Regions from separate parts of the Mus musculus genome. Here regions 1, 2, 3, 4, 5 and 7 are each linked to region 6. A link is a contact called in public HiChIP or PLAC-seq and promoter capture Hi-C data. All regions are on one chromosome and are shown on one strand. The core of a region is the stretch at or near the end of the contact, and the rest is flanking DNA. Distances in the headings are between cores, read along the strand shown. Region 1 overlaps Mef2a (myocyte enhancer factor 2A). Region 2 holds the start of Lrrk1 (leucine-rich repeat kinase 1). Region 3 has its middle 53 kb from the start of 1700112J16Rik. Region 4 overlaps Mef2a (myocyte enhancer factor 2A). Region 5 has its middle 19 kb from the start of Gm33515. Region 6 holds the start of Adamts17 (a disintegrin-like and metallopeptidase (reprolysin type) with thrombospondin type 1 motif, 17). Region 7 holds the start of Aldh1a3 (aldehyde dehydrogenase family 1, subfamily A3).

The links. Promoter capture Hi-C pulls out the DNA fragments that hold promoters and counts their contacts. HiChIP or PLAC-seq counts read pairs in DNA pulled down with a chosen protein or histone mark.
Region 1: a contact with region 6 is called in a promoter capture Hi-C map of embryonic stem cells, with 2.7 times the contacts expected there. The contact joins the enhancer-like site here to the promoter of Adamts17 in region 6. A contact is called at or near these places in 5 of 39 promoter capture datasets (embryonic stem cells, hippocampal neurons, liver and 2 more), 2 of 484 Hi-C or Micro-C datasets (DN3 thymocytes and granulocyte-monocyte progenitors) and 1 of 115 datasets of contacts at active chromatin or transcription factors (astrocytes).
Region 2: a promoter capture Hi-C map of embryonic stem cells shows a contact between it and region 6. The contact joins the promoter of Lrrk1 here to the promoter of Adamts17 in region 6. A contact is called at or near these places in 8 of 39 promoter capture datasets (the 3T3-L1 cell line, 3T3-L1-derived adipocytes, embryonic stem cells and 3 more), 1 of 15 datasets of contacts at CTCF or cohesin (embryonic stem cells), 1 of 484 Hi-C or Micro-C datasets (embryonic stem cells), 1 of 115 datasets of contacts at active chromatin or transcription factors (microglia) and 2 of 9 other capture datasets (embryonic stem cells and pancreatic islet).
Region 3: a promoter capture Hi-C map of liver shows a contact between it and region 6. The contact joins the enhancer-like site here to the promoter of Adamts17 in region 6. A contact is called at or near these places in 18 of 39 promoter capture datasets (the 3T3-L1 cell line, the C10 cell line, the HPC-7 cell line and 13 more), 3 of 484 Hi-C or Micro-C datasets (the C3H10T1/2 cell line, embryonic stem cells and liver), 9 of 115 datasets of contacts at active chromatin or transcription factors (VIP interneurons, astrocytes, craniofacial prominence and 6 more) and 3 of 9 other capture datasets (adipose tissue, embryonic stem cells and liver).
Region 4: an H3K27ac HiChIP or PLAC-seq map of microglia shows a contact between it and region 6, with 5 times the contacts expected there. The contact joins the enhancer-like site here to the promoter of Adamts17 in region 6. A contact is called at or near these places in 6 of 39 promoter capture datasets (cranial neural crest, embryonic stem cells, liver and 1 more), 1 of 484 Hi-C or Micro-C datasets (pro-B cells) and 12 of 115 datasets of contacts at active chromatin or transcription factors (SST interneurons, astrocytes, bone marrow-derived macrophages and 8 more).
Region 5: a FOXA1 HiChIP or PLAC-seq map of pancreatic cancer cells shows a contact between it and region 6. The contact joins the enhancer-like site here to the promoter of Adamts17 in region 6. A contact is called at or near these places in 10 of 39 promoter capture datasets (the 3T3-L1 cell line, embryonic stem cells, hippocampal neurons and 5 more), 5 of 484 Hi-C or Micro-C datasets (embryonic fibroblasts, liver, muscle stem cells and 2 more), 2 of 115 datasets of contacts at active chromatin or transcription factors (embryonic stem cells and pancreatic cancer cells) and 1 of 9 other capture datasets (adipose tissue).
Region 7: a contact with region 6 is called in a promoter capture Hi-C map of embryonic stem cells, with 2.8 times the contacts expected there. The contact joins the promoter of Aldh1a3 here to the promoter of Adamts17 in region 6. A contact is called at or near these places in 11 of 39 promoter capture datasets (the 3T3-L1 cell line, embryonic stem cells, hippocampal neurons and 5 more), 21 of 484 Hi-C or Micro-C datasets (the C2C12 cell line, the HL-1 cell line, the N1E-115 cell line and 13 more), 2 of 115 datasets of contacts at active chromatin or transcription factors (embryonic midbrain and stem cell-derived neural progenitor cells) and 2 of 9 other capture datasets (adipose tissue and pancreatic islet).

The regions. Positions count from the first base shown.
Region 1 is chr7:67,340,872-67,343,571 of GRCm38.p6, reverse strand. The region is part of intron 2 of Mef2a (myocyte enhancer factor 2A); the gene reads left to right. Among named protein-coding and RNA genes, the nearest start is that of Mef2a, 31 kb to the left of the region's middle. Within about 2 kb of position 1,306, at least 18 of the 459 cell types and tissues checked have an H3K27ac peak or open chromatin away from gene starts, as enhancers often do. A contact at or near this core is called in embryonic stem cells, where this site is marked.
Region 2 is chr7:66,387,000-66,389,699 of GRCm38.p6, reverse strand. It overlaps Lrrk1 (leucine-rich repeat kinase 1), which reads left to right and starts at 1,359. Exons shown (of 34, transcript NM_146191.3): 1 at 1,359-1,480.
Region 3 is chr7:67,167,909-67,170,608 of GRCm38.p6, reverse strand. No RefSeq gene overlaps it. Among named protein-coding and RNA genes, the nearest start is that of 1700112J16Rik, 53 kb to the left of the region's middle. Within about 2 kb of position 1,333, at least 22 of the 459 cell types and tissues checked have an H3K27ac peak or open chromatin away from gene starts, as enhancers often do. A contact at or near this core is called in liver, where this site is marked.
Region 4 is chr7:67,242,681-67,245,380 of GRCm38.p6, reverse strand. The region is part of intron 8 of Mef2a (myocyte enhancer factor 2A); the gene reads left to right. Among named protein-coding and RNA genes, the nearest start is that of Lysmd4, 21 kb to the right of the region's middle. Within about 2 kb of position 1,305, at least 83 of the 459 cell types and tissues checked have an H3K27ac peak or open chromatin away from gene starts, as enhancers often do. A contact at or near this core is called in SST interneurons, bone marrow-derived macrophages, forebrain and 2 more, where this site is marked.
Region 5 is chr7:66,445,817-66,448,516 of GRCm38.p6, reverse strand. No RefSeq gene overlaps it. Among named protein-coding and RNA genes, the nearest start is that of Gm33515, 19 kb to the right of the region's middle. Within about 2 kb of position 1,401, at least 25 of the 459 cell types and tissues checked have an H3K27ac peak or open chromatin away from gene starts, as enhancers often do. A contact at or near this core is called in embryonic fibroblasts, pancreatic cancer cells and trophoblast stem cells, where this site is marked.
Region 6 is chr7:66,838,313-66,841,012 of GRCm38.p6, reverse strand. Adamts17 (a disintegrin-like and metallopeptidase (reprolysin type) with thrombospondin type 1 motif, 17) reads right to left here and starts at 1,278. Exons shown (of 23, transcript NM_001033877.4): 1 at 1,102-1,278; 2 at 395-765. The coding sequence starts at 1,177. It overlaps Gm33627 (a long non-coding RNA gene), which reads left to right and starts at 1,222. Exons shown (of 4, transcript XR_391554.2): 1 at 1,222-1,306; 2 at 2,217-2,301.
Region 7 is chr7:66,426,100-66,428,799 of GRCm38.p6, reverse strand. It overlaps Aldh1a3 (aldehyde dehydrogenase family 1, subfamily A3), which reads left to right and starts at 1,323. Exons shown (of 13, transcript NM_053080.3): 1 at 1,323-1,486. The coding sequence starts at 1,388. It overlaps Gm33515 (a long non-coding RNA gene), which reads right to left and starts at 153. Exons shown (of 3, transcript XR_391552.2): 1 at 64-153.

The sequences.
Region 1 (2,700 bases), core at 57-2,556, 500 kb before region 6:
TAAAGACTGAGTTACTGTGTATTACTACCAAAATAATCAGGAAAATGGTCTCCTTTTGAGGTAAAGGAGGGTTGACTGTTGAGAAAGGTACTGATGTCTTAGGAATACTGATGCTCTTAAGGGTTTGTTTGTTTTTTTAACTTTTTTATTGGTTCCATTTACCCTAATCCCACTCATCTACCTCATCCCCGTACCTGCCCTTTACTTTTGCAATCTTCCCCACAACAGAGAATAAAACAAAAAACAACAACAAAAAAACTCCATCTCGTTGTGGAAGCAATTTCTTTGCTTGCAAATGCTCATTGCAGTGATTTATTGGTCTGGTTTACTCTATTCATACTGGAACCTCAAAGGAACTCTTCTTGTATATTCTTTCTTGCCCTGTGTCATGGAGATCCTCTAGTTTTGGATTTTTAGGACCAGTACTCCAGCATTTAAATTGATAGGATAGATGCTGAGGTGGGCCAATTAAAAGAACCTGAGCTCATCAGCTTGTTGGATCTGCTTCCACAACCTCTGGGCCAGCTCACCAGCACCACCACCCCAACCCCCCTGAAACCAGGATCAGCCCTACTCTGCTGCCCAGGCAAGGTGCGGAGCCTGCTCTTCCAAGTGTTGCAGATAGTGAAGGACATGGCCAATTTTCCCATTCTAATGACCCTGGGGCCAGCTCTCCATGTGCCATAGATCACCAGTGAGGAAGGGGAGGAAAACAGCTTTTCCTCACCTGGCACAGCAGACTAGAGGTCTGGATTTGCCCAATTGTCATACATGTTTTTGGGGTGTTTTAAGCTAGGCTAGGCTAGGCTGGGCTGTGGTCTTCAAAGGTCAGATAAACATTTTTTACTTAGTTTCAATTGATGATGGGATTTTTCAGGATTTAGTCCCTTGTAAGTTGAGTGTTTGTGTTTAGAGAATCCAATATAATTGTGCTTAGTTGCAATAAGTTTTCTAATGATAATAAGTTACTTTGGAATATATTAATAAAAGAAAGAAGTAGGACATTGCCGACTCCTTGCCAGGAGGTCCAGACGAGAGGTCCTGGTCCCACTGGGGTTTCTCCAGGGCTGAGGGGGATGTCGAATGTTGACAGCCCAAAAGAAAGACCGAACTGGGAGTCTTGTAGAAGCAGAAACTTAACTTCATGGCATCAGTCTCTTGTTTATATAAGTTCTGAACATAGGGAGGGGGATTTTTGGTGGGGTAAGATAGCATAGGAGGTGGGGAAGGGTGACAGGGTATGGAGTGACTGACAGGACCAATGGCAAAGCTCTACGTCAGCAATGGTAGGGCAGAGGCAGGGCTAAAAAGTTTTGCTGAGTCACCCGATTCAGAAGTGATTGAGACAGGTCTCAAAATTCGAGCCAGGCTTGGGTTTGTCTTCAAGGCCCAAACCAGGGCCAAAATGGGGCTCAACAGGATATTAACTAAGAGTGATGGTCCATGTCTATAATCCCAGCAGTGGGGCTCAGGAGGGAAGCTCAGATCAGTCTTGGTTATTTAGAAAGCCTGGCACTGCTTAAAACAAAACTGAGTGGAACACCTCTATCCTGAAAACTACAAACCTCTATTGTAGTATGTCACTGAAAGAGATTTTAAAAACATCAGATAGATGCAGTAATATACTACATATGAGCTGGTATTATGGTCAATGTTAAAATTATATCACTTTCAGTGATCAACAGATTCAACACAATTCAAAAAAATCCCAGCTAGCCTCTATGCCCCCATTATATAAGCTCTCAAAAGTGTTTAAAGTGTTTTCATAATTTTTATGTTAATTAAATAGTAATGTAATTTTTAGTATTTACTTATACACAATATGAATCTACTGGCTGGCTACACATGCGTGCATGCACACACATACACACACAGAAAAAGATATCTTAGTTTCCATAAGTCTATGAGCATTATTACTATTGTAAAATTTGCTCCCTGAAGCTTAGATTTAAATACAGGTCCTTTTATGGCAGAACCTGTCCTATTACATACTGCTATATGCATCACATCTTTGATGTTTGAAACAAACAAACATGACTGAAGAACCATTTGTAGAATTTTTTTGTGTAAGACTGTTCTTTCTTATTACATTAACGTTCCCATAGACAGAGAATTATACAGTACCTACTTCATTTTTTTAACAGTGAAAAAAAAAACTGGCTGAGTGATTTAATTGCTTGATTAAAATCACTAATACTAACCAGGCATTTAATCCCAACACTTAGGAGGAAGGAAGAGATAGGCAGATCTCTGGGTTTGAGGTCAGCCTGGTCTGCAAACAAGTTTCAAGGCAGCCAGGGCTACAAGGCTAGCCAGAACTGTGTGGTTGGCCTAGAGGACCTTTATGCCCAAGGGGCATGGGGATAACCAATAAATTAATCATGGGCTCCTTTACTTGGGATTGCTTCTAAAGATCCTGTTTTAAATTGTCTCTTCTTTTTTATATAGTTTCAATCATAATTGTCTTATAAATAAGACAATTTTTATTTCACAATTATACATACATTGAATGAAATGAATATTTTTAAAAGCATAGTGACTGTTTTTCAGTAACCAGAAGTTCATGATACTATAAAGAATCCTGCTAATAAATATTATTAATTATGTTTGTGAGTTGCAAAATGTAGTAATGTCTTCAGTAGGGGTTTTAATTTTCAAAATTTTTACATATTTTACATATTTTATTTAGCAAGTACTTTA
Region 2 (2,700 bases), core at 110-2,609, 450 kb after region 6:
AATTGTCTCCTTTGCAAACTTGTGATTAAAACACACCTACTGGGTACAGTTGAATACTGTGATATGGCCATCTCAAAAAAAGCTCATATATGTGTCGAATATTCCAGACCTTTGTTTGCTCGTTTGTTTGTTTTAAATTGGGCACTTTTCTTAACCTATTTCTAAGATTGTTTAAAGTGGAAAATTTCTTGCCACTTAAGCATAGGCAACACAAGTCCTCTTAGTGTGTGTTGGTCCTGGCTCTAGACATGGACTTCCTTTTAGTAACGCTAGGTGGCAGTGATGTATGTATGCCCTGAAGGCGCCACCAAGCCAGGCTCATTCAAACTGCTGACGCCATGCCTTGCAAATTATTAGGGACTTTTCCATAGCAGTCATGTTGCTGGCCTTGCTAATTGGTCTGAGGACCTCGGTGGTGAGGACAGGATTGCAGAACCCCACCTACATTTTTGTAACAGTGTTCGATGGAGGAAAAGAAGAGCGAACGTAGAAGAGCTGCGAGGTTGTGGCCTTGCCAACTAGGGATACAAACTCCAACTCTAAACAAACACTTGAGGTGTTCCCAAAATATCTCAGGCGGCCCACGGCTTCTCAAATTCTGTGAGCTGCCAGTGAGGCGGTCTGTCAATGTTCTTTGCACTTGGTCTCAGGAATATTCATTCTTACCAGTAAGAAGCACTTCGGTCCAGTACTGATTTTCTACCAAGGATTATCTTTTCTCGGGGAAAACGAGCGGAATCCGAAGCTTGCCTGCTGAGTGTATAGCCGCGTTTGGTTATTAACTTCAGTGGAATCAACTGACAACATTCCACCTCATCGCCACAAGCAGCCAGTCAGGGTGGCATGCTCCTGTAATCCCAGCTACTCCGGAGTTCGAAAATCGAAAAATATTCATCAGCTAGTAATATCTTTGCAAACGTCCATAATTTAAGTTAGCGAACTCGTGTGGTGAAAAAGCGCAGTTTACAAAACATCAACTTTTAAAATGTAGTTTCTGCACCGCTCCATAAAGACCTGCACACACATTAATATTCTCGCTCTCTTAATATTTACAGTCACAGTATATGGCCAGCAAACAGGATAAAAATTAATCTGTTACTCGAGCAGGGTAGGAAAGGCACAACCTTGTCACTGTGCCTGTCCGCAGGGAAGGCAGCAAAGCATTCAAATTTGGAGAGGAGTCCACAAAGTTTCAAGACCCAAGCGTCTACCGAGGCACAAGAGCAGTGAGCTTGGTCACCGACATCTTGCAGCTAGGGAAACCGAGGCAGGCCATCCAGGGGAGGTCGGGGCGGCCGACCCTCTGGCACAGCCCTGCTTCCGCGCCACCCGCCCTCTCCGCCCGCCAGGCGGCCGCAGGATTGAGGAAGTGCGTCTGGCCCCCGGCGGCCAGAGCATTGCAGGGCAGAGTACGGTAGGACCGGCAGGCCCCGGCCCTCTGATGTCGCCGATCCGCGGCTTCCAGACCCTGCCGCCGCAGGTAAGTGCTGCTCCGACCCGCGCCCTGTCCGAGGACCCGAGCGAAGCCCGCACCTTAGATCCAAGCTTTGCCCGCACCACCCCGTCCCGCGCCCGGGTCCCCGCGTGCAGCCGCCGTCGCCTGCTTGTGCCCTGCGTCTCGCCTCGCCCCACAGCTCCTCTCCCCAGCTCAGCACCCCGTACCCCGGGCGACCGCGTGCTCCGGACCCCGGCCTGTGTCCGGGACCCGCAGGTCACAGCTCCGGTGGGCGTCTGGAACTCGGGCTGCCCGGGGTCTCTTCGCTGCCTCTCTGGGCTGCGCAGCGACCCTCGCCCCTTGAAGGGTTAAAGCGAGTGCAGAGCTAGAACCCGGGAGCTGGGGCAGCCGAAAACCAGCCTGGGATCGGAGCGGGGCGGGGGCGGGGAGCCGAGTTCAGAAACAAAAGTAGGAAACACTAGGGAGACTACAAAGTTCTTTTGCGTTTGGAAAAAAAAAAAAAAAAAAAAAAGCCTGACTTTTAACTTGGGAGTGGGGGTGGGGTCTAAGCGTGGGAGTTCGTGGGCGCGAGTGGCTGGAGGCAAAGGCCCAGCGAGGCTCTTCCCGCGCGTGCGGGACAGCCGGGTGGTGCTGGATGGTCTGGAGGTCTTCCCCTGCTCCACGCGTGGGGCATGTTTCTCACCCTGTGGTCCCATCACTTTGCCTATGGGCTCTGTTGCTTGGAGCCAGTGGCAGTCCTTAATGGATGAGAACAAGAATTCCTGGAGGGGCAGTAAGAAAGACAGCAATGGAGAGACTCTAGGGATGCTGACAGCCAGTTCAGTCTGGCTTTTAATAGTTTGAGGCCATTACGTTTTTCTCTTACATGATGCTCATCCCTGCAAAAACCGGAGCAGGATAGATAGGGTCTTAAAGGCAAATTCTCTTAGCAAATTCTCACCAAATAACCTATTTTTGATGAGTTGGTCACTCACACTCACATAGCAGCATCAAAGGACCTACGATTTGTACACTTTGAAAAACTTTAGCATTGAATTCTTTCTGTGATTTGGTTTTCATTGTCCTTGCTCATGTTCCAGAAGAATATAGCATACCAACACCTAATTTGTCCTTAGAGGGGCTTTTCTAGTCAGCCAAACGTTTCCTTCCCCCACACCTACAACAGTCTCCTTAATAGTTTGGATATAATTATTATAACTAACTAAATAAACCAGCTAAGGAGATGGCTCAGTATACAAAGCACT
Region 3 (2,700 bases), core at 84-2,583, 330 kb before region 6:
GGCGGGGGGTACTGTCTTTCCTCAGTAACACAAAAATGCTCTCTTTGTTCTTAATGTCTGAAGTTTCACTATGATGTGTAGCCTTTATTTACCTTTATTTATTATTTTTCCTATAGCAATGTGGCCCTTTATCTATGTTTATATTTTCAATAGAGCTGCAGTCCTAAAGATATTAAATGGAAAATTCTAGAAACAGACCATTCATAAGTTCTAAGCTGTGCCCTGTTCTAAGGGGCACAATAAAGCACCCCACTTCTCTGCCTCGCTTAGGATGGGAACCACCCCTTGGTCTGGTGTATCCAGACAGCATATGCTATTGCCAGCTAATCACCTAATAGCCACCCAGGTTATTAGATAGACTGTGGTTTGTCCCTGTGCTTATATGGAGGCCATCTCTGTTTTAATTGCCAGCCCTCAAACAAAGCCATAGTGTTGTTAGCAATTCAGATATGCTGAAAAGGAACCAACATGGGCTTTCTTTGAGTAAACATATCCTCAACTGTGGGGAAAAAATTATATGCTAAGGTTGATAGAGTATTATAATTATTCTATTTTTATTGTTTCTTTTCTTCCTGTGTCTAATTTAAAATTAAGCTTAATCACAGATTAGCCTATGCAGGACTGGGACACAGTTTGAATAGGGTTTAGCAGTACACTCAGCTTCAGGCTTCCCTGGAAGGATCGGACATGACTCCCCCCGACCCCCAGGAACTGCAGTGTCTGGAGCTGTGCCTTTTGATGTAAGGATGTCTGTCTTAGGCCATTGTGTCTTCAGGCAGCTCCTCTCTGCCATGTTCTTTATTCCGGCCTCTGGAGAGACTATTAGAGAGAAGCTTTCAAAATATCTCTGCTCTTACTTATCTGTATTTTCATTTTTGAAAATTCATCTGTCCCTATGTGCTCTCTTCTGGGTAAAGTTCTTCAGTATTATCTCTCACGTCCTGAATCCTCTGTTTGATTCCTTTCGCTCTGGATTTCATCCGCTATTTTGACTTTTGTGTTTTACTAACTTTGCTTGTCAATTCTGTCTTTTCTTCTTAGATCTTTTTTTTTCTTCTCTCCTTGATCTTTCACATATTTCCCGTTCTTTTAAAATGTGCGTTCCCCTTTATCTCTTTGAACACCCCAAAATAGCCACATGAAAGCCAAGCCCACAAGTGCACCTGGCTGTGTGCAGACAGGCTGTGTCTATCTATCATGACCTCTAGGTAGATCTTCAGAGAAAGACCAGGCAGGCTCTTCACTGTGCCTGGTGGTCACTATGTCTGTGAAGCACAGACAGTGTCACTATGTGGTGCGATGTCAGAGGTACAGAGTTCATCTGAGGCCATTTGCGAGGGAGGCAGTCAAACTCAGAGAAATTGGCTTTGGCGAGTCAGATCAGAAGGGCAGCAGATCTGATTTCTCCGTGGGCAAAGGTTTGTTTATTTTGAGCTCAGAGCCAACCACCCTATTAGTTTTGAACAGACTTAAATATTTTTCCACATTTGGGCAGAGCTTCTTACTTGCCAGGAGAAGGGTACAATAAACATATTGTTATGACTATCTGTCCCAGGATGGGCTGGGCATTATTCATCTTTTGTCCCTCCACCCTGCATCTATTACACTGCTCAATAAAAGTTTATTGATTTGCATTGTAAAACGGGTAGTTAAAATATGAGTCATAGTGGCAATAAATTTTATATAGCATAACTTGTATCTTCAGATGGGTGTTGCAGCTCTCTTGGGAGCCTCTTGCCTTAACTGAGCATATGATTACCGCTTCAGTTGATGCGGAGACCCTGTTAAAATCATCCCAGGGCCATTAGGTAAGTCACAGTAGATTATTCCATGTCAGCTCTGTGGTACTTTGCATTGTGCATGTGTATGTGTGCGTGGAGGTATATTTACAGAACGCAGTTGCGAATTTATGATGTAATATGTGTATATGATCTGTTTGCTTTACAAAAGAAAATATTAGCAAAGACTATTAGCACATCAAACCAACCCCACTGTAACATCACCGCTTCCGTGAACTCTTCCCTCTTCCGAGTCCATCTAATAAAATGGCATTTGGTTTCCACTGAGCTTTCAAAGCCTGTCAGTGTTTGATAGGTCGGCAGTTATAATTGTATGTTGACTTTGTGATGTTCTCTGTTAACGCTGTGCTAATACATAACGATCCTTGGACAGGACTTCCAGGACTGCTGGTTTTATAACTATCAGCTGGCATGTTAAAATTAACTGCAGTGGCAAAGAAAGCCAATTGCAGGAGATACATCCTTAGCTGAATGTGCGATTGGCACACACAGTAGTGAGCTGGAAGCGAGTGCTCGCTCAGAGACTCTAAAACTTCTAAGGAACAGTGGGTTTGCAAGGGTCCTGGGTGAACGGCTGCCGTGCCTTTTCAGAAAAGGGGTTTTGGCATTGTAAAGATATGGAGGAACACAGCCCCTGGTGCAGCCCCACTTCCTGGAGACCAGTGGATGGGTTTTCATCTTAATGGAGCTGGCTCAGGGTTGTGTGGTCCTCTGAGTTGGAGAGGAAGGGAAAGAAAGGAGAGATGATGGGGAGAGAGGGAGTAACAGGACACGGAAAAGGATAGAAAGGGCATAACTAGCAAGCACTTGAGAGAGAATGGGATGAGGGTAGTGAGAAGGAACTTGTGGGAAACTGAGTCAGGGTACCCTGCCCTTCCTGAGGCCTGTGTAAGGTGGGCTG
Region 4 (2,700 bases), core at 56-2,555, 400 kb before region 6:
GCAGCTGAACTATATTTGCCTACTTGTACGCTGAGTGCTTGTTTTGTTGAGTAAATGATCAGTTTATTCATTTGCAGAGAAACCAGTGAGGCTTAGGACACTTCACAAATTGGAAGAAACTTGACTTACTCAAGTGAAATAGGAAATATCAATGAGCAGACTGTTTCTAGCATAGAAGTATTTCATAACCACTTAAAAGGAGAAAACCTGTCTTATTCATTTTTACTGTTTTTAAAGTTTAACAGTTCCCTTCCAGTCTCTTCTTTGTCATATGCAAGGCTTTACCCCACTAAGATAGTTTTATTCATGGGAACACTGTTATTTGCAAATGGTAAACATATATTATTACTCAAAACTATAGCATTTATTAGTAAACACTTACTGTGTCTTATAATGTGTTGGCCACTGGGAAAATAAAACACACAGCAGTTTTCTAACAATAGAGTCTGGTAGTAGACAGGCATGTATACAAACTGTCTGGCCAGATGGGGTAGCTATGCAGGGATTAAATGTATATGTGCACAGTGTTAAACTTGGAAGTGTCTCAGAAGCAATGCTGTGTGTAGGAGAGACCCATGTAAGAGGAGGTGGGATTAAGGGACAGGATGGGGCTTTAAATCATTGGCTAGAGAATTTAAAAGAATTTTCCTTTATTTTGAAAAAGCAACTATAATGTAGAGGCAAGTACTATATGCATCGTTTGATATGTATAGAACCTCTGTAAAGTTGCAAACAGCTACTAGAATCCAAATGCCATGTTTTTCTAAAGAAAGATCTTGTTGCAAGTTCCAACAGTCTTAGTTAACTCTCTTATCCCTCTTATGTGCTGAGTACAGTCGGAGGAAGAGGAATTGGAGTTGGTGAGTGTGGTTTCCTGCTTGAACAGAGTTGAAAAATATATAAATAGTACTAATTATTTTAAATGTTCTTATTTAACCTTTGTTCCTTTGTTACAAAGATATTTTTCTATTTGTTTTCCACTATCCAAACATTTTTTAATCAAGAAATCCACCTACTGGCACTACTGATCCTAGTTATGTTTATGTTTATTGCTGTATATATTGGTCCCTTTTATTTGATGGGTAAAGGAGAAGACATATTGAAGTAACTTGTAAAAACAATAGCTATCCATGAACACAAGATACTTAAGCTTTTTTTGCTAAGGAAGTACACAAAATACCTTATGTGGCTTTCGAAATTATTAAAGTGTTTTTAGAAAATGACTTCACCCTCAGAGTCCCTGAGATCGTAACACAGAATCTTGTGTTATGTTTCTTTCTTTCAAAAAGATTACATCATTTTTGGTGAGGTCACCTTTTTCAGAGTTGATTATCTCATCCTGCATGAGGCAGTCGGAACCACAAGGGGGTTCCCTGTTTACAAAAAGAAGTGGCTGTGATTGAACACACACACATTTGCTTCTTACGAGGAATGTTTGAGTCTTTAAAAGCAGCTCTTACCTGTTTATCCAAAACATATTTTATGTTGTTTTTTTCCTGTGGAAAAAAAACTTGACTAAAAATAACTTACCTCTATGTTGGGAACTAAAACCCAAACTCAACAGATGTCATCATATGCATTCCAAGTCTAATTAGATGACTCCGATTTAAAGGGAATAAAAACTTGTGAGTGTTCCAGTGTTAGCATGGGCAGGGGTTAGGAGTGCATGTGAGCATGGGGTGTAAAGGCACCCACTATTTTCATTTCCTTATGATGACATGTTTATGCATGCTGGTGTGTTTTTAACAGTTTCTTTTCAAATAAGTTTCTTTGTTCTTTATCCTTAAAATAAGAGATGATCTTTTATTTGTTCTGTGCTTGCTCATTTTTGGATTGGTATATGAAATATACTCACTGATTAGCTATAAATGTGATGCTAGATTATACAATGAATATCTTTGGGGGGAAATTCTTGAGTTAAGGATGCCACTAATGGTTGCATTATGGTTCAAACTGAAATAATTCATCTTTTACTAGACCCTGCTCTTTACCCTTAAATTATTGTCCTAAATGCTTTAATTATCTATCACTGTGTTGCCCTCTAGTGGTTCTGAAAGTCACTTACTCACGGAACACACTGCTTGCAGGGATCTAGCTGGTGGGCAGACCAAGTATGGAGGGTCATTATTTCTACAGTCTTTGAAGTCATACCAAGAAGTTGCCATGAAGATGCAACTCTAAAAAGCCCAGAGTAGGGATAGCCTACACAGAACCATCTGAACACTATTTTTACCTAGTTTTATTTGAGACCAGATTAAGTCTCTCCCTCAAAAACTCATTGAAATTGTTGACTCAGTGCTGAGCCTGAACTGTTTCTCCACCTGTCATACCAATGTGTGACACTGTGTGACTTTGCCTTCCTTAAAATGACACTTAACTGCAGAATCTCAGAGATAGTTTCTGAGTGTGTTGAAATGTAGAAATCATGAAGATAAGAAAGATCGCTAAAAAGTGTAGTCAATCACACTCTTTACAACTTCATAAACACCCATGGAAGGAGTTACAGAGACAAAGTTTGGAGCTGAGACGGAAGGAAGGAAGGAGCATCCAGAGACTGCGACTGCCCCACCCGGGGCATCCATACCATAATCAGCCACCAAATGCAGACACTATTGCATATGCCAGCAAGATTTTGCTGACATGACCCTAATATAGCTGTCTCTTGTGAGGCTATGCCAGTGCCTGGCAAATACAGAAGTG
Region 5 (2,700 bases), core at 152-2,651, 390 kb after region 6:
AGTGGTAACGTGTTAGAGCAACGGAGGATGGGGTGGAGCGAACTAGCTCCTAAGGAAGGAGCTGGTCCGCTGTGAACAGGCGCTGGACAGGTGCTTATGGGGTAACCCACTGCCCACTCAGAGTGAGGGGTGTGGCTGAGCCATCCACTCCTGTAAGGCTTTCACCCATGTATGCACAGAGAAGGGACAAAGGAGGCTTCCTAGGAGCCAAGCTGCCTCCAGACTCCTCTGCCTGTCTCAGCCCCATAAGGTAATGCTGCCGGCAGCACCTGATTGGATCCACTAAGTCACAGAAACCCATCTACTTTGGCCAAAGGTCCACATGCTCTTTTTAAAATTTTATCTCCATCGTCATCATCGTTGTCGTCATCCTCATTGTCATTATTATTATTGTTATTGATTTCTCATTCTTGATTGAAAAGTAACAAGGCCATTTGAGGGAATCCACCACTCTTTGCCCAGCATCCTCAAACTTCTCCCAACAAGAGATCACACCTTCTGTGTACCCTGCCTGTTTGGGGCAGTGCTGCCCTCTTCTCCTTATATGCAGATGCTCACATCCTGGGAGATGCCTTCAGACTCAGCTGCCCAGACATCTCCCCCATCCCTCGTTCTACAAATACTGGCATTGAAATTGAAAACAGACCACACTCTCCCTGGACAACTTGTGTTTTCTTCTTCTTGTTTCTTTCCCCTCCCTTCCTTTCCAATTTTCTTTCCTTTGGGGATGGGAGTAGAACTCAAACTCCGTTAATTAGATACCTCAGCACTGACAACTTTTCTAACGGACCAAAGGAGTGGTTCTCAGACACATATCAGATATCCGGCAAATCAGATATTTACATCACGATTCATAACAGTGGTGAAAGGACAGTTACGAAGTAGTAACAAAAATAATTTTGTGTCTGGGGGGAGTCACCACAACTTGAAGAACTGAACTAAAGGGTTGCACCCTGAGGAAAGTTGAGAACCAATGCAGTGCCAGTTTTTAAATTTAATAAACACCACCCCACCACCTCCAGCAGAGACTCTTCCACAGCAGCTGGGTGGGCTCTTCTCCCTGAGACTCCATCGCTTCATTTGGGCCATCTTCCTATGGAGCTGTCTCTCAGGGCTTCTGTGATGCCCCCTCCGTTGCCGGCCACATTGGTTAACACCTCCATCCCAGTTGTGCCAGGGTGGTCAGAAGCTCTTGAGCCCTCAAGTGTCATCCACAATCTGAGGTTACAGGATAGTGGCTTGTCAGCTTGCTGTAGCACAGAACTGACAAGTTGGTATGTATTTAGCTTCTGAGGAGTTCAGCTAAAATTTTCTTCACCTTCTACACAAAGGGCAGGGTTCAGTCTACCAGGAAGAGATCCTGGTTCTAACAGGCCACACCCTGCAGTGGTAAATTTCCGAAGCTAGTGTCTGCCTCACCCTCTTTCTCCCTCCTCCCTCTGGAAAATAGCAACTGCTACATCATGAATACCTTCAGGCTCCACAGTAGACAAACCCCCACACAGTAAGGAATTTTGAAGCCTCCTGCCAATAGCCCTGTGGGTACGTCTTCTTGGAAGCAGCCTACCCAGCCCTAGTCAAGCCTTCTAATGCCCACAGCCCTGGCCACATCTTGTGTTCAACTTCACGAGAAAGCATGAGCTTTCTCAAGATCTAAGCTTCTGCCGAAGTCCTGAGTGAGACAAGAAATGGTTAAGGTTTTCTGCCTCTGCACTGTGGGGCTATTTGTTACACAGCATTAGCTTACAAACAGCTCATTAGCACTAGTCACTAGTATTAGTACAGTCCAAATAGTTCTGGTTCTAGCTTTAAGAATCAGGACAGAATTGTTTATCTCTCCTTGCTGAAAGTTAACTAAGTATATGCAAATTCTTGGCTAATGAAAGGGACCCAAACCATTTATGTGTCACCTCGATGAGAGCATTTCAAGAGCCAGTAGAGTGTCACCAACTCTCTCCCTCTATCAAAGCATGGGGAGTGATATCAATAGTGTGGTATGGTTCTACCCACTGTGGACCACGAGGAGAGGACATAGAGAGCTAGTTGACCCACCATGGACAGCAGAATAAATAAACTATTGGGGCTTTCCACATCTCTGCTATAGCTGCTTGTTACTGCAGAACACCCTCCCCTGCCCTGCCCTGACTGATGTAGACAAAGAGGTGCACGGATCTTATTCTCACCACCCTCTGCTTTTTACATCCTTTGGGCCCAGCCAAGCCAGAGTCTCCTTGGAGTTCAGAATAAAACCTTGAGTTTATGATCTTGATTCTGCATAGGAAGTCTCGCCCACTCATGCCCAGTGCAGGTAACAATAACTGTGGAGTCTGGTTAGGCAGAGCATTAAGGGCTTGGCCCAGTCACCGTGGCTCTGTCGGTGGGACGCCGTGGATGGCAGAAGCTTGCGAGTCAGTGACGGGAGTGGAAGGTGTTCAGAAGTAGCCCCTGTGACCCATCCCTTGCTTGCTTTTCCAGAACCATAGAGCATTGGGGGAAATTACTGTCTGGCCACCCAGAAAACAAAGACTGCTAGGAATTGTTTTCTTTTCTTTTCTTTCTAGACCAGTCCACAGTTCCCCAAGGAGCCGCTGTGGTTTTGAGCTTCCTTTGGCCTCCTCCGATCTCCAGCACTCACACCCACCCCTTTCCTCCCAGCCCCTCAACTGTCTGTCTGCATCCCCTTGCCCACGACTCTCTCTC
Region 6 (2,700 bases), core at 29-2,528:
AATGTAAGAAGGCTCAAGGGACAGAAGAGAAGTGCTTAGATACCCCATTCCTAGACAGGGAATGAACACTTTAGAGCTTCCCCATAACGTGCAGAAAACATACACACCTGTGCTGATGCTGTCAGAGTGGGAACGACAGGTTCATATTCTTTCCTCTAGGTGAGCTATAGCTAATTTCTCAATGCAACCCCACCTCGGCCAGGTTCAGGACACAACAGAAGCCAGGACAATAACAGGCCTTCCCCTGTGTTCTCTCTCCTAGGAAGGCACAGTCTGAAAGGGCCAAGTGAAGGAGATGGGAAGGTAGGTCTTCTCCCGCCCAGCCCTCCGCGGGACCACCCCAGGAGAAGTAACAGACTGGGCAAGGCAGACCCATAGGGGGCGCGGGCAATACCAGGCCGCCGGCGGCGCCGCAGGCGCTGAGGGAGACGAGGGAGCCCGGGTGGCCCAGGACTCGTCCGGAGTAGAAGCACAGCTCGGCAGGATGTCCGCTGCGCCCCGAGACACCCGCCTCCTCCACCTCGAAGCCTGGGGACAGGAAACGCAGGTCGCGATGCAGCTGCAGGTATAGGTCGCGCCCAAAGGCCGGCAGGTGCAGTAGCAGGGCGCGCTCTCCTTGCCCTGCTCGATGGCCACCTGGAGATGCTCGCGGTCGCCGCCACCGCCGGAGCCCCGCTGCTCCCGGCAGCAACTGCAGGTGCACGTCCTCGGGGCGCAGCCGCCTCGGGAGCACCACCTCCACGTCGGCCGCCGCGTCGCCGACAGCTGCGGGGAGAGAGGACACGCGTCAGCACCAGCCTGGCCACCAGGGCTGCCGGCCGCTCCGGCGCTGACTCGCAAGGCTCCGTGGGTATCGCGCAGCCGTGACCCCGCACTCCCTTCCCTCCCCGAGCCGGGCCTCTCCAAGCTGGCGAAGCCACTCGATCGCACCGGGGGTCAGCTCGCCATCCGCGTGCCGAGAGGGAACCAGAGACCAGTTCTCCGGCCGCGGCCTTCACTCTCCTCCTCAGGGGATGCTGTCAGCGGTCCACCTATGCACCCGGGCGCCGGGATGCTTCGGGAAGGCACCGGGAAGGTGGCCGCGAGAGCTAGGAACGCTACCTGTGCCCGGGTCCAGCCCCCACACCAGCAGCAGCAAGGACAGGACGAGAGGGGGCAGCAGGGTGCCGTCACACATGGTACTTGGGACCAGCAGCCCCCAAGACTGTAGTGATAGAGCAGGGACTCGCGAGGCGGCGAAGCCAACCGGAGTGCAGCCCTGCAGCCTTTGGAAAAAGTAATTAGCGCTGCGGACAAACCCAACATGGTAAATACTAAGCCCCACCTTCTCCTTGGAAAGTAGGCGGTGATTGGGCTTTTGCTTTTCTCTGCCCCGCCTTCCCTGTCCGTATTGGTTAGGGCCGGTCGAAACCAACGTGCGTAGTTAGGTTGTAAGCACTTTCTTACACGTGGTTTCTAGGCAGTAGGTAGGCTGTGACACCAGGTGGCAGGCGCGAGCCGGCTCAGCTGCAGCATCTTGGAGCAGCCAGGAGGACACCAGCCTGGTCTTCAGTTTGTTCACATTTGGGAGATCACCTTTGAGGCTTCCTAGGAAGATAGGCCAGACCAACCAGTTCAGTACAAGAAAAAGAAAATCTCTATGTATTGAAGTGACTCCTATTTTTGATTAGTTTGGGCTGGAAAGACGCAGCCCAGTGTTCCTAGCACACCTGAATTCATGCCTGACTTCTATATCTATGGTGTTTGTCCACACCCCGCAGGCTTCTTGCAGTCTATACTTTCACAGAATCCAAGAAGGTGAGAGCATAATAACACTCCCCTGAAGACTGGGAAACTGAGAAAAAGGAAATGTAAGGAGCCTGCTTAAATTGGACAGCTAGTATCTGTCAGAGCCGTGTCTTGTGTCTGTGATCCTGACTTTAGGTCAGGTGTGTTTAGGGAGGTATATTAGCTGCGCTTTGCATCGCAGGACCCTGGAGAGCTGAGAGGCAGAGCCTGAACTTGAACCCAGCCTTTCACGAACAGAATGAGTGTTCAATTTTCCAGCAGAATCTAGCCAGATATTATCCCTAGCAGACCCCTATGGGTAATCCCATTGGCCTCTTTAAAATTGTCCTACAGATAGCAGGACTGACTGAGCACAGGGATACCACAGCAGTCACAGATGGCTCCTCATCTCTCCCTTTTTGTCTGTTTGCTTGCTTGTTTTCAAAAAGGCCCCTACTCACCCCTCATCACAGGATCCAGACTTCATCACAGGGCTGAATTACCAGAAAGCATCCAGAGACGAGGTAAACACTGGTGAGTTTCCCTAAGTTTGGTGCCCCTGTCCTGGTAAGCTGTCTGCAGCTCTCCACAAAGGCGTATCACAGAATGTGCTGCCGAGCCAGTCTCTGATCTAGTGGCTGTCACTCACCGGTTGGCACCCTCGGGTGACTGGCAGCATGGGTCAGGCTCTGTTGGTGGCTATGAATGAGTAGGGCTTTGCCTCACTTGACCATGAGAATTTGACTGTGACCTCAACCATGTCATGGGAAACAGGAAGAAAAGGAGAAGCCTTAGCCCTGTGTGAGTGTGTGTGTGTGTGTGTGTGTGTGTGTGTGGTCAGACAGCAGCTAGCTATTCTGACAGCCCAGGAATGTTTTTCTTCTGAGAGTTGTTCAGTTTTTTCTCTGTAAATCAAGGAGCTAAGCTATACTG
Region 7 (2,700 bases), core at 74-2,573, 410 kb after region 6:
TTCTCAGAAGCCTGTCAGTCCTTGCTCATTTGGGGGCCCACAGCCCCCCATCCCCACTCTCACCTGCATGCTCAATCCTTAATAGCAGGAGATTGTCTGAGAGGGCACAGCTCAAATAGGGCCTTCTGAAGGTTTACTGCTTATTCCACTATCCAGAAGGATTCCTAGTGACAAGACAGTGAGGAAGGACATGGGGAACAGAAATGGAGGCTGAGTCCTTAGAACAGGCAGAGGGAGGTACCTTACACAGAAGCACATGGCCAAATCTCTCTAAGGACTAAACCCCCTCCTCTGTGGGGAGTTCAAGCCTCACCCCCTGATGCAGCCACCCTACACGTGGGTGAGACACTTCTCCGGGTTTCGGATGAAGCTTAAGTCTTAAGTCCTGGGCTGAAAGAAGCGTTTCCTAAACGAGTTGGACATGCCTTTCCCACAGCCCCTCTTGGCAGTTCTGAGCAACATAAACATTAAGAGCTTTTAGTCTGAAAGCAACTAGCTGCAAAGATCTCATGTTTTGTTTTGGGGATTTTTTTTCCATTTTTTTAAAACGGAAGTTTAATTTGTGCGTTTGAAAAATTAAAATAATTGCCTCCCTAGGGTTGTGCGTACTTATATGAAGGTCACAGGACCATCAGCCGCAAAACTCCATAAGGCTGCGCATAAGAGCTGTCGCTTAGCCTGCTGTCGTGGGTGTGACGGAAGTTTCCTGCCAGCCAGGCTCAGAGTAGACCTCCTCCGCTGGCGGCCCTAGCTTGGGAAGGATGGAGCGCAGGCTTCTGGCAGTTGGACCCCAAATTGAGGCAGCCACGGGTGGTGACCACAAGACGTCTAGATCCTGGGAGGCACAACGCAGGGTCCCGGAGAGAGCGCTCACTCCCGCCGAAGTTTTGGAGAGCCGCTGCGGTGGTCCGGGGACCGCAGGTGCCTCTGACAAAATCTCGAGATTGCCCAGAGAGAGGCCTGTTACTGCGATCGCTACGAGCCGGCTCCCTGCCCTGACGGATGTCCGACCCTTGGGAATTCCCGGCCTTGGTGCCCCCGGCCCCCAAGTTCGCAGAAGGGCAGCCTACTAGGCTGCGGAAGCCCGCGGTGTGGCCGCCCAGCGATGCGCAGACAGAGCTCTCTGGCCGCAGCCTAGGTCGGTCTGGGACCGTCCCGCTCCCGGAGGGGCAGGGACAACAGGAGGGGTAGCAGCGGCGGCCGGGTCCCCTCCTCCTCTCCCGCGCCCGCCCTCCCTTCCTCCGTCCTGCAGCCAATTAGGCGGCCCCCTTGGGCGGGAGGCGTGGGGCGCTGCATAAAGGCGCGGAGCTGTCACCCAGAGCAGGCTGCGCACCGCCCAGGCCAAGCTGGTGCGTCGGGGACACGGACCGGAGAGTGCGAACCAGTTATGGCTACCACCAACGGGGCTGTGGAAAACGGACAGCCGGATGGGAAACCGCCTGCCTTGCCGCGCCCCATCCGCAACTTGGAGGTCAAGTTCACCAAGGTGAGGAGGGTGCGCTGTCGACTCGACGGCCTGGGACTCCTGCGCCGAGCAGCCTGGTAGGGAGAGTGGGGACCAAGATACAACCGTGCTGGGAGTCCGCAGGGAGCTGCCCACACCTGAGCGTCTCTGGTGGGGGCCGGCTCCTTGGAAACTGCACTTTTTTGAGGGGCACCCCAGAATGGAAACCTGCACCTCTGGCTGAACGATCTAAGCCTCAAAGCCAGAAGAGGAGCAGGAGCGATGCAGTGAGTGCAGCGCCCACGGTGCGGGAGTTGCAGCCTGCAGAGCCGCCCCCACCCCCACCCCCAGTGTCCGGGCCACCGCCCACTTTGAGTGCTGGTGCTTTTGGTGAATGGGCATAGGGCGACTTCTTGGTAGAGGGCTTTCTGGGCTGAAGGACCTGGGTTAGGGGGCGGGGGAGGGGGGCTAGAGATACCTGAGCACTCCAGGATGAGTTTGAGGCACACCAGGAACTGCAACTTGGAAGTAAGTCTTCCTGGGCAATGAGAGAAGGGTCTAGTACCCCGTCCGTCCTTCCGTCCGTCCTGTCCATTGTGTTCAGTCTGATCCCAGCTTACCAGGAGAGCAGGGGAGGAAAGATGGACGTCATTGAGGAGTACTCCTCAAGGCCTCTCGATCTGGGCCCAGGGAAGGAGCTGCGGGTTGAACAAGACCATAGGCAGGCCTGGTGGTGTTTGCCCTTTCCTGGGAGGCTGGAACTAGCATAGTGGTGAGCTCACCTGCCCAGAGCTTCAGGGACAATGATGTCTGGGAGCAGAGAAGGCTCAGAGAGGAAGAACAAGTCTAAATTCAGAGATGCGCTGCTCTGACTGCTAGGTGTACTGGCGGGCGTCTGAGGGACCACAGCGCTCCATCGGCTTCAGGTCTGGAAACCTCAACCCCTCTTATTTTCCTGTCTTGTCCACCGAGCTCAACTCCAGCTGACACGATGCTAAGAAGCCGCCTTCATGGGTTTTTATTTTCAAAAGTAGCAATTATCCCTCTTGAATAATTTTAATCAAAAGGTGAAAGTGGCAGGTCGCTATGTGTGGGCTTCAGATTCTGATATGTTGGTACTTAGTCCCCCTGAAGTCGGCCGTGCCGACATATAAATTGCATGACATTTACATGAACTGTTTTCCCAAGGAAGGCTCTGTAATCAAGAGAGGCACAGTCCTGGGAAGACTGAAAGTTTTTTAAAATGTAGTTTCCTC